Regions from separate parts of the Zea mays genome. Here region 1 is linked to region 2. Evidence: chromatin contacts called from public Hi-C data. All regions are on one chromosome and are shown on one strand. The core of a region is the stretch at or near the end of the contact, and the rest is flanking DNA. Distances in the headings are between cores, read along the strand shown. Region 1 holds the start of LOC100284625 (senescence-associated-like protein). Region 2 holds the start of LOC100383741 (Late embryogenesis abundant protein group 2).

The links. Hi-C and Micro-C count contacts between places; a contact is called where the count stands out from the background.
Region 1: a contact with region 2 is called in a Hi-C map of bundle sheath, with 2.2 times the contacts expected there. The contact joins the promoter of LOC100284625 here to the promoter of LOC100383741 in region 2. A contact is called at or near these places in 3 of 25 Hi-C or Micro-C datasets (bundle sheath, leaf and tassel).

Annotation. Positions count from the first base shown.
Region 1 is chr7:28,917,553-28,923,449 of Zm-B73-REFERENCE-NAM-5.0, reverse strand. It overlaps LOC100284625 (senescence-associated-like protein), which reads right to left and starts at 4,507. Exons shown (of 5, transcript NM_001157520.1): 1 at 4,317-4,507; 2 at 2,903-3,838; 3 at 2,604-2,804; 4 at 505-700; 5 at 1-102. The coding sequence starts at 3,811.
Region 2 is chr7:28,697,660-28,703,110 of Zm-B73-REFERENCE-NAM-5.0, reverse strand. LOC100383741 (Late embryogenesis abundant protein group 2) reads left to right here and starts at 1,382. Exons shown (of 2, transcript NM_001176378.1): 1 at 1,382-2,349; 2 at 2,473-2,943. The coding sequence starts at 1,390. The coding sequence ends at 2,478.

The sequences.
Region 1 (5,897 bases), core at 3,258-5,757, 220 kb before region 2:
GAATGTCGCTGGTTGTTAGATATGGGTCACCATAAAACCGCAGATTAGCATCCATCCGTGTGGCAACTAGATTCCCTTCTAATGAGACACCAATAAATGCACCTTTATGTCAAACAAAAAAAACCGTTAAATTAGTTGTGGCTACGTATAACCAGATCAGGTAGATTCATCCATGACTGATGGAACATTTTCCATGAAGGACATATTGGCACTCGTGGTTAATACTCAAAAGTTGGAAAATGAACTCAAACGAATATCCATATTAGCACTCAATCAGGAAAGATGTTAACAAATGGGCTAAGATCTAAACAAACTAATATTCGATTCCAACAATGCATTAAACTTATGAATTGCCAAAACTGATTAAAGCTTTTGTAGGCTACATTTTCTGATAAATTGTATGGTCATTGCATATTTAATTCTTCCACAGTGACAAGCCCAAACCATTGGCAGATTAAACATGGCATCAAAAGGTTGAAAGATACAAAGTAAGACAACAGTTACCTTTGCTGCAGCTGTATGTATAGCAAACTCCTGATCCTTTATCACCAGCTCTCAGGTCTGCTTCTGCTACTCTGCCCACAGGTCCTGCTGCAGCACTTACACCTGCCCCAAGTGAAAAATGCATTCGACTGCAGAAAGTTTGGACAGCTTCTGGGCCACGAAGCACTATGATGAAATCCATAAGCTCACCACCAACCTGTATATGCAGAGACAAGTATATAAGATGGACCCGAATGCATCTACAAAAAGAGCAATCAGCGTAAATATGTATTGTCATAAAACTCATGAGGCTTCACATAAGATATCACAGTTGTACCATTTTCGTAGCAAGTTTCTAACCCATGTTTCTCAATGAATGAGAGCATGCAGAACCCCAGGCAGCACAATAAGTCACGATTTAATACCTAAATTTAAATTAGCCTGACAAGGTGGATTTATTCCCCTAAATTTGGAAAGGCATAAAACAGCTATAATCAATAAAAAGAACATCATATCATTTGTGACCGCTGAACAGAACTTATAAGAAGCATGGTTCTCAAATTGTCCGATTAATCGCGATTTATCGTGATTAATCGGCCTGGTCAGTCAGCTGCTAGCGATAAGGTCCAACGACCCGATTAGGTTAGCTGGTCGTCCAGACGTCCGATTAATCGTCTTGTAGTCGCGATTAATCATCCATGTCATGAGTACAGCGACCAGAAACCTGGAATTGGAAAGGTCGCGTCTGATGATCCCTTTTTGGCGCCTGAAACGTTCTGTTTCCTTTTTGGCGCTGTATTAAATACTGATTGGCTCATTGCCTCATTGGCGCCTCATTTACAAAATCAAGGCCCGCTTCCTTTTTCACTTCTGCTTCTTTCTGCATCTTGCCTTCTTCAATCTGGCTGGTGGACTCCTCCGTTCCTCCTTCTTATCCTGAGTTCCTGAGTGACTGGCCAACTCCCTTCACGTCTGCTACTCTGCTCCAAGCCTCCAACTGTTCCCCAAGTGCAGAACTGGTGAACAAGAACTGAAGAACATCTCTGAAGTCTGTCGTCCGATCAAGACCAACTCCGGCGCTCAAAAAGTCAAGAAGACTACCTCATCTGAAGGTACCGTTTTCAGTTTTCTTTTTAGTTTTCTTTACAACTCGCAGATGCAGATTCTTTTCAGTTTTCTCCTTGTTCATATTAGTTCAGCTTCAGTACTTTAGTTTCAGTTTGTACTTTGCCACTTAGGATTCTTGTTCATTTTCAGTTTAAGTTTGGTACCTTGCTCATCCTTGTCCATTTTCAGTTTAAGGTGACTGCTACTGCTACTCTTCTAGTCTGTTTCTGTAAGCATGTAATACTTTGATTACCTACTGCTATTGTTTTTGTTTTTTATTACCTTCTGTTTTTGTTTGCTATTGTTTTTGCTTGATTATATAGTATATAACTATACACTATAGTGTATAACTGTATATTACTATATAGGATGACTAGGACGACTAGGTGGCCGACCAGTCACCGATTAATCGCCCTGGTCGACGTCCTAATTGCGATTAATCGCCTAATCGGTCAGAGACCTCGACCAGCCGACCAGGCGATTTGAAAACCATGAAACAGAGTGACGAATCATTGTCTGCATAATTCATGTGATCACAATTTTTCACTTGTAGCAAACCACTGAGTTTTAAATAGTGAAGACAGAAATATAGTTAAAATATACCACACTGAACCTCTCATAAGCAAATAACAAGTGAGGAGTGCAGTTCCGAAGAAAATACCACACATCGAGCTGTGGGAATAAAACAGCAACACTGCATTTGCAGTATTATAGAAGGTGGTGCCGTTTATGATTGGGAACGTATCCGGTGCTCAAAGGGGTACGACGCTCACATACACATTTTAGAACCGGGGTACCCATCTCGCATCTAATGGCAACAACCAATTTTTACGAAGAACCCCTCCTACCAACAGAGGGAGGTGGGAAGGGTTCTTCGTAAAATTGGTTGTTGCCATTAGATATGGGATGGATGTCCTAAATTTAAAATGTGCACATGAGCACCGTACCCCTTTAAGCACCAGATATGTTGCCTTTATGATTTAAGCGAAGTATTAGAAGTTGACCATACAAACCTGTGCTCCCCATCCAAAACCAGCAGAAAGTATAGCAGATGGTGCAGACCATGATCCATCAGATCTTCGAGCAACTACTAGGCCAGTTCCAAGTTTGTAAGTAAGAATAGCACCAGCTTTTACAACTGTCAATATGGCAAGCCCACTTGCTCCACTAAGAACTGCATGGGGAATAGACTTCTCAGGGTTTATTCTTGCCACCTGCATTGAGATTTTTTATGAGTTTATTAGGTTCAGACTCTAATATGTTCAAACCACTAACATGACAACACATAATATAAGAAATGAAATTCAGCAACCTGGCTGTAACTTGTCAAGGTATTCGCTGCCTTGTATATCTCATGCTCCATTGTTAATCCAATGGGAAAATTTAACCACCCTCTTGCACAAGTCCAATCCATGACATCATGCTTTGCAGTTTGTGAGGCATTGCTGACAGAATTAATCAATAAGTTCTGCAATGGATCAAGCCTATCATAACAAGCATCACAGACTCTTTGCGGATTCCGCTCACGGAACTTGGCAGGCAACAGCGATCGTCCCTTTGAGCATGCCCTGCAAAATATCCCTCCACAGAATCGACAATGATGCCTTCCACGTGTAAGGGCAGTAAAAAGAGCAGCGCACTGCATACACGCACTAGCATAACTGTCAGGAAGCCATTCTGGTGGCTCTGCTTCCAGTACAGCCCTATAAATGTTGTAATTTAAGGCTTCTTCATCAAGTACTGGTGGAGCACTTGGCATGTAGACTGAGGAATGCAAGAATGTGTTACCATCATCAGCCGACCCAAGGAATGAGACACTGGTCTTAGTGTCCTTTGGCTGTTCAGCTTCAGTATTTCCCAAATTGCGACCGATTATCGCAATAACGCCACCCAGCAGGTTCTTAATGTTAACTGGTTTGTGCGCCTTCACAGGTGCAGAGCCCCAATATTCATCAGGGCATTCATATCCATCAAGGAAATCAGCTTCCCCATTTAAATCAAACTCATTTTTCCCAGACCATTTTGGCTCAAATGAGTTAATGAGGTTTCCAGCTGTTCCCAATGCCCCTTCTATATGCCGAGGCAACGCATTTGGATCGAATGAGTTGATTGCATTGCCAACCGTTTCCATAACTTTTGACTGGATCCCATCCTTGAGGTTGTTTGTCACTCCTGGTGCAGGCAATGGGTGATACAAGACAACCTCCCTACGTGTTGACATGGCAATCAATGAATAGCACACAACTTTCTGAAACAACGAAACCTGAAATGAGAACATGTTCAATGTACGTATTGGATGTACAAATATCTAAATAGAAGATAAACAACCAGAACCACTAGTTTTATGGCCTGATTGACAGACTATTAGGACCCCCCCCCCCCCCCCCCCCCCCCTCTCCGACCACCACACACCCTCTTTCAGTGACAACTATGAGAGGCTACAGAAATTGACCTCTCTCAGCTAAAATCTATCTATCACGATACCTTTTGCAGCAAAACCCACTTTGAATTGCGGAAACAACATGTAAGGTACTCCAATCTTGTCACCTAATTTTCGGGTGGTTTGTTTGTGAACACCCGGATTCATTTGTTTCGCGAAATAGGCTGCGACCGAATTGCGAGTGGATCGATGGATTAAATGCATACAAATCTCCGGCTAATTAACCGAACGAGGAGAAATGAAGGTTTCGATTCAGTTAGCGATCCAGGGTGCTAGGGTTACTTACGAACGCGTGAAAGAGGCGCCCACACGAGTCAACCCGAGCCCGGGCAACTCTCCACCCTGTCCCCTGTCGGCAGAGAGGGCAGGGGCGACGACGCCTCACGAGTCTCGACGGCGGAAGGTTGCGTGGCTTGTTGAGCCGAGCCGAGTTGCCGGCGGCAAGAACACTGCGGTGCAAGAGGAAGAATAGGCGACACGACACCACGCGGCACGGCGTCCGAGGGAATGGTTGACGCGCACGCGAGGCGGCGTGGCCGACACGATAAAAGAAGGCCCGGCCCACGACCGCAAGACCAGGCCGGCCTAGTACAAACGTTGTGTGCCGTTATTCTTGTAGTATAGTAGTGTTGAATAACAACATTACCATGCATCATTAGATCCGTTCTCTTCTTTTCTATTAGTAGATTAGACACAAGAAGTTGTACAAGATATGTCTCTCTTTCCATAAGCACAACAGTGAAACACACGAGACACAAGGTATATGGTTGGACCTCTTGTCTCTTTCTCTTCTGTATTCTATATGAGGGTACAAGTTGCATATATAGAGACGTGATACCCCTCGTGGGCATATTCAGTATTTGCTCATATAACCCTTCATTAGGGTTTATCAACACTCCCCCTTAGACGAATACCGCGACCAACACATGTCTCATTAAAACTCTAAAAAACCCAGTGGAAAAAATGTGGAGAAAGAGCACATGGTGACGCATATTGCTTTTGCACTTTGTTGCCTCGTTAAAAATCTTACGTAAGAAACTTCAGAAAAACTCATCAAGGAAAAAAGAATACAACATCTGTCATCAGGACAGATTTCGATTTTCTAGATCTAGATTACATCGAATCTTCTACAAGGACTAAATTTAGAAACATACCCCCTGATCCTTGTAAAATTGTATCAATATGGCAAAACATCTTCTTCTGAAAGTATATGCACATAGAGATTTAACAAACAGATTGCATATCTTTGCAAGGATTATTTCAGGAACTTCACCTCAATTTACTTCTAGGATACACGACGTAAGTGCACGTTTCAACATAAATAAGTCACTTTGATTGGTGGTGTTCGATCGACTGGATCTATATATTTGATAGAATTTTTTATAAAGGTTTACATATTGATCACTGTAATACCCAATTTATAAGAAAATATAAAAGGAGAAATTAATTTATTTATCTATATGTGTGTGATATCTTTACTCATCATCACATGTGAACACCTCACTTAAACAAATAAATAATTAACAAAAGACACTCAAATAAATCATGCATCATGCTGGGTTTCATTTTGTGTGCATTTTGTGATAAAATAAAAATAATGAAAAAGGAAATATATTAATGCCCAAATTGGAATTTAAGATCTAAAAGAAATTTTAGAATTTGAGAAAAGAGAAGAAAAGTGCTATATAAATATAAATAAAATATGTATAATCAAATAATTGTACTTGAGCATACTAGAATATGAACTTATATTTTTGGTCCAAGAATAAACTTCACAACAGCACTTGAAATTCAAATTTTGAAAGCATAAACTTAGGAAAGAAAAGAAAAAGAAATCATAAAAGAAAAGAAAAGATGAAAACCGTGT
Region 2 (5,451 bases), core at 133-2,632:
AGCAGGATCCATGCCGCACCGCCAGCTATGCTTCTACAGGGCTCAAGGCACTTCTCCGATGGCCATGTTGGTACAGCTATAGGGCTCAAGGCACTCCTCCGACGGCCACGTTATTACCTGTACAGGGCTCAAGGCACTTCCCTGCCAGCCACGTTAGCACATAGCTACACCCCCATTGTACTGCTGGGCATCTCCTTGTATCTATAAAAGGGGATGTCCAAGGCCTTCCTAAGGCAGGTGGACACACGTCGACGACATTGACACACGTCGACGACGGGAGCACACGGACACACGACGCAGACGAGCGAAGACAGGCAGAGTAGGAGAGACGCGGTGGAGGCAGCCTCAGACGGCCCGCCTCAAGGTCGATCCCTCTCCTTCTCTCTCTCTCGTTCTCGCTCTCCCGCAACGCTTGTAACCCCTACTGCAAGTACCCCCAGGTGCAAGATAATATAAGCCTCATCCCCTCGCTTGTGTTCTATCTTGCATCAACCCATCTGGACAGGGGCACGCGGCACTAAAATTCACTAGTCGGTCCGGTTGAGGGTCCCCCGGGTCTGAAACGCCGACAGATATATTGATTGTTTGATCGATTGTTGGTGTTTCAATCGGTCGTAACCCTTCAAATATATAAGGGGGAGGTTAAGACCCATTCCTAGGCATTCTCCAATAGTTCTCGCGAGTTTAGAGGGATAAACACGCTAGGAGATAGAAGTTTAACCGCATGATCTAATCCTATCGCGGACCATCTGCACGTATGGTCGGACTCTCCGTAGGCCAGACCGTCCGGACCTTAGTGTCGGACGGTCCGACCATGCTCGGTGCCACAAATGTTGCTGAACACAAACAAAATAAAAAAATATAAATAATCCATACCGCTATATAATCCACTAGTTTAAACTTTACAAAATGCATCTAACCAAATCATCCTACACTCATGACCTTTACTAAATCCATCAAATAAATTGCATCGAGGCTTAATACATCATCAAACCAACGGTTCAGATAGCTTGATAACTCTCTATCTATCGGACTCAAATTCAATGAACAATATTATTTAGATCATCCTTCATTTTATATACACAATCTTGATAACTAAATTGATGTTTATGCAAGATTAGTATGGTAATTTTCGTTGTTCTCTCTTTGCTCATTATTTGCATGCCATAATCAAATTTAGGTGACCCAAGCTACGGCCTGGGCAGGGCAACCGGGAATTACTGGCAGCCATCGCATTTGTGGGTTTCCACGCGGGTTCGTCGCTCCATCCACAAAATTCAACTCTTGACAAGAGTCTCTGGTGTTCGATTCCATCCTTCCACCACCACCTTCTTCTTCTTTGCTTCTGCGCCTTTGATCGCGACCTCCTCCGTGCCTCCATCTCAAAGCATGTCATCCTCAGCTGGTAGTCCGAGAGTGACAGAAAGGAAAGCAGACAGAGACAGCCACGAGCACCACGACGATGACGACGACGGCGAGAAGGGATCAGGTTTCTTTGACAAGGTGAAGGATTTCATCCAGGACGTCGGCGAGAAGATCGAAGAGGTGGTAGGCTTCGGGAAGCCGACCGCCGACGTGACCGGGGTCCACATACCCCACATCAGCCTGGAGAAGGCGGAGCTCGTCGTGGACGTCCTCATCACGAACCCGAACCCCGTCCCGATCCCTCTCGTCGACATCGAGTACCTGATCGAGAGCGAGGGAAGGAAGCTCGTCTCCGGCACGATCCCCGACGCCGGGACCATCCACGCGCACGGCTCGGAGACCGTCACCATCCCCTTCCTGCTGGTCTACGACGACATCAGGAGCACGTACAGGGAGATCGAGCCCGGGAGCGTCATCCCCTACAAGGTCAGGGTGGTCCTCCACGTGGACATTCCCGTGGTCGGGAGGGTCTCGCTCCCGCTGGAGAAGGACGGCGAGATCCCGGTGCCGTACAGGCCCGACGTCAGCGTCGACAGGATCAAGTTCGAGCAGTTCTCCTTCGAGGAGTCCACCGCGACGCTTCACCTGAGCCTGGACAACAGGAACGCCTTCGACCTGGGGCTCAACTCCATGGACTACGAGGTGTGGCTCGGCGGCGTGAGCATCGCGTCCGCTGAGCTCAGGGAGGCTACGGATATCAAGAGACGGGAAGTGACCACCATGAACTTGCCTATCAGCTTCAGGCCTAAGGATTTCGGCTCTGCTATGTGGGATATGATCAGGGGGAAGGGCACTGGTTACACCATCAAGGGACACATCGATGTCGACACTCCGTTTGGGCACATGAAAATACCAATAAGCAAAGAAGGGGGGACAACCCGTCTCAAGAAGGGGGATGATGACGACGACGATGACGACGACAAGGTATTTCAAGAAAATCAGCAGACAACACATTGGTCTATGCAGACAAAATATATACGAGTTCTTTTTGTTAATTTTGCTTCTTACTCTGGTCTAATCTTGTGTATAATATGATGTTCTATGCAGGACTAGAAACGAAGGGATGAGCTATTTAGCTTTCCTGAAGCAGATAACAAATATGAAATATTTCCCTGCCAGTTTAGTTTGCTACATATTTAATTTAAGCTATCCTACCAGCTTATAATCTCTAGTTAGCTTTACTTCCTCCACTATTTGGTACATCTGTTTTATCTTTATTTCTTATCTTGGAATTCATTTATATCCTTCATAGTGCTTCTTTAATCTGTGTATGACCATATATAGTCATGCATCAAGGACATCAAAGATGAGCAAATGAGACAAGATTACTCTTTATACCCATCTAGTCGGTGTGGTGTTATATGATGATGTTTATTTCTCCTGTTGAATGTAGTGGTTTAAAGTACCGTTGTCCACCAATTGTAACGATATGCATAGCACTGTTTAGAGGCAAATTATCTTACACTTTCTACGGTGATGTACATCGTGAGAATTAATCTTTAACAATTTGAGATAACTAAATAACATAGTTTTGAGATATATTAAAACATTTTAAGGCATTTTCATGATGATGCATGGTGCTGGTGAAGAGTCATGCAATAATAAAAAAAAGATGCTAGAGAAATTACATTTTCATGATGATTGACTTCTGCAAATCTAAATGACGGCCACCTCCATGGAAATTAAGGCATCACTATGTTTGTGGAAACATATTCATGGCGGTACCACTGTCATAAAAATAAGGAGAAATTATCTGTGGCACAATAACAAAGAGTAGCTTTAGCTCTTGGATACTAGAAATAATATTAATTATCAGAAACATACTGATAAACGTTGCTCATTATCAGCAGTAGCAGATCGCAGCGATAAAAATTCCCATTTTAGAAAAAAAACTTACAGATAAAGCCTTACCGGAAATGAAAATTTTAATCGATACAGTATGCCGTAGATAATGAACAATGTTTCTTAGTGTGTTAGTTCCTGAATAGTACCATTTTCAGTGTTCAAGAGCTAAAGCCACTTTTTGCCAGTATGCCACGTATAGTTTTCACTAAAAATTAATAATTCGTGAGAGTTAAAGAAAGCCTCGAAAATGTATTTGTACTACCATAAAATATTTTTTGTGTGAGTACGAACTGTCACAAAAAATCATTTGAATAACAACATGCATTTAATTTTCATGAGAATAGGACGACAACTATGATGCAAGTGGTTCTTGTTTACAAGCGGGCATCCTCGTGTCTTAGAATGACGACTTACGGTGGATTGCACCTTAGCAGATAGACCTCCAACCTACGATGGTTGTTTCCCAAATAGCCCCACCTAGAAATACTTGCTATTGATGGAAGGCACTCGAGCAACCCAGACCCGACGCCTACCCACCTCAGACTGTCCGCAGCGGCTCCCGCGGGACGCCCCTCCCCTATTACTGTTCATCCACAAGGGGCAACAGTTCCCCCCTCCCTCTCGCATCGGTGAGCGCTACGTCGGCCCCTACCAGGCGATTCCCTTCTCTATCGCCAGATGAGGCAGAGTTGTATTCACGCCCCCTTGCTTGCTTCCAGAGGACGGCTCCACGCGTGCCCTGGCGAAGAAACGTTTCGGTTGCCTGCGGAGGGTTTGGTGTCTCGCATGATAATCGAGAATATGTTTACCTTCACTCACTATTGAGTTATCCCCATTTGTCAGACATCCATAAAATTGTACATTTCAAGAATTTGTTTTCAAAAACGAGCTTGAGGAAGGTATTTTTTGGACCTTCGGCACAAAGCCTCCCTTGTTCATTCCACGGGTTGAGCTCGTTATAAAAAACAAACTAATTCTACGAGAGGCTAGTATTGGGGCCCTTTATGGCCAAAGATCCTCAAAATATTGTGCCAGCAATTGTTTCTACGTTTCAGGTGTTCCAAAATGATAGCGAAGTTGGCCTTCGTCCGAGGTAGTGCATGAACAAAAGATGAAGCTAGGAAGCTTTGGCTCCATGAGATCAACACGTGGACAAGGGAAAAGGAGAGAGCTTCAGTTCCGCAACACCAACACATGAGCAAAAGTGGATGAAAAGGATCTAGAAGCTTGGTCAACACGTCTATGAATGTAAAGGACAATGTTGTCCCTACGGAATTTATAGTTTTTGTGTATAGGAACTGAGTGTATGATTGTAATTTTAATGAAGTTATAATCCACCACTATAAATAAAGGTACAATGCCATGCATACAACACATTTTTTTGCGGGGGAGAACTGGATTGCTCCACCTACAAAGCTATATTACCTTCCTTCCTTCGTGTTATCCTTTGTAAAGTTGAAGGTATAATTGTAACCACTTACAATAATAAAAGATGAAGAAGAGTAATATGTTTGAGATGAGTTATTTATCACATTTCTATGCTCTAATTTCTTCAACAATTGTTTATCTTTCTAACCGTCTCCCTTTAATTAACCTCATTGAGAATAGTTAATTAAAGGGTGAAGAAAGGGTTAATTCATTTGTGTTCCCTTGTTTTTTATTTCCTCCAGGAGTCAAAAATAAGTGAACAACAATAAGGTAGGATGATGATCTCTTGATCCATATTGTGGAGCAATGTAATTATACGTACCTACAACCCTAGATTTGAGATCGATGTTATTAGTTCTCCACTATGCATAGGATACTTTATACTTAACCAGTATAAATTTGTCCCATATGCTACGTATCTAGTTCCTTTCTCATAAATCCATTATCTACATTGTCGACGCAAAAACATATGATAGTTAGCACAAGTTTGGTGTCCTTTGAGCACAAATCCTTTTCACACGCTCGGGATCATCTTGAAAAGGGATGTAACTGGATCGGATACGTACAAATATTACTTATTCCATGAGTTGTGTTGGATAAGAATTTGATGGATATCAGCATATTAAATATCCAAATTTGAGTATACAGATGCAAATATAGATCGAATACTGATCAGATAATGAATACACGGATCGAATCTGAGCCCTCTTAAACGGATCGAATATAAATCGGATCTGAGGCCTCTTAGACATA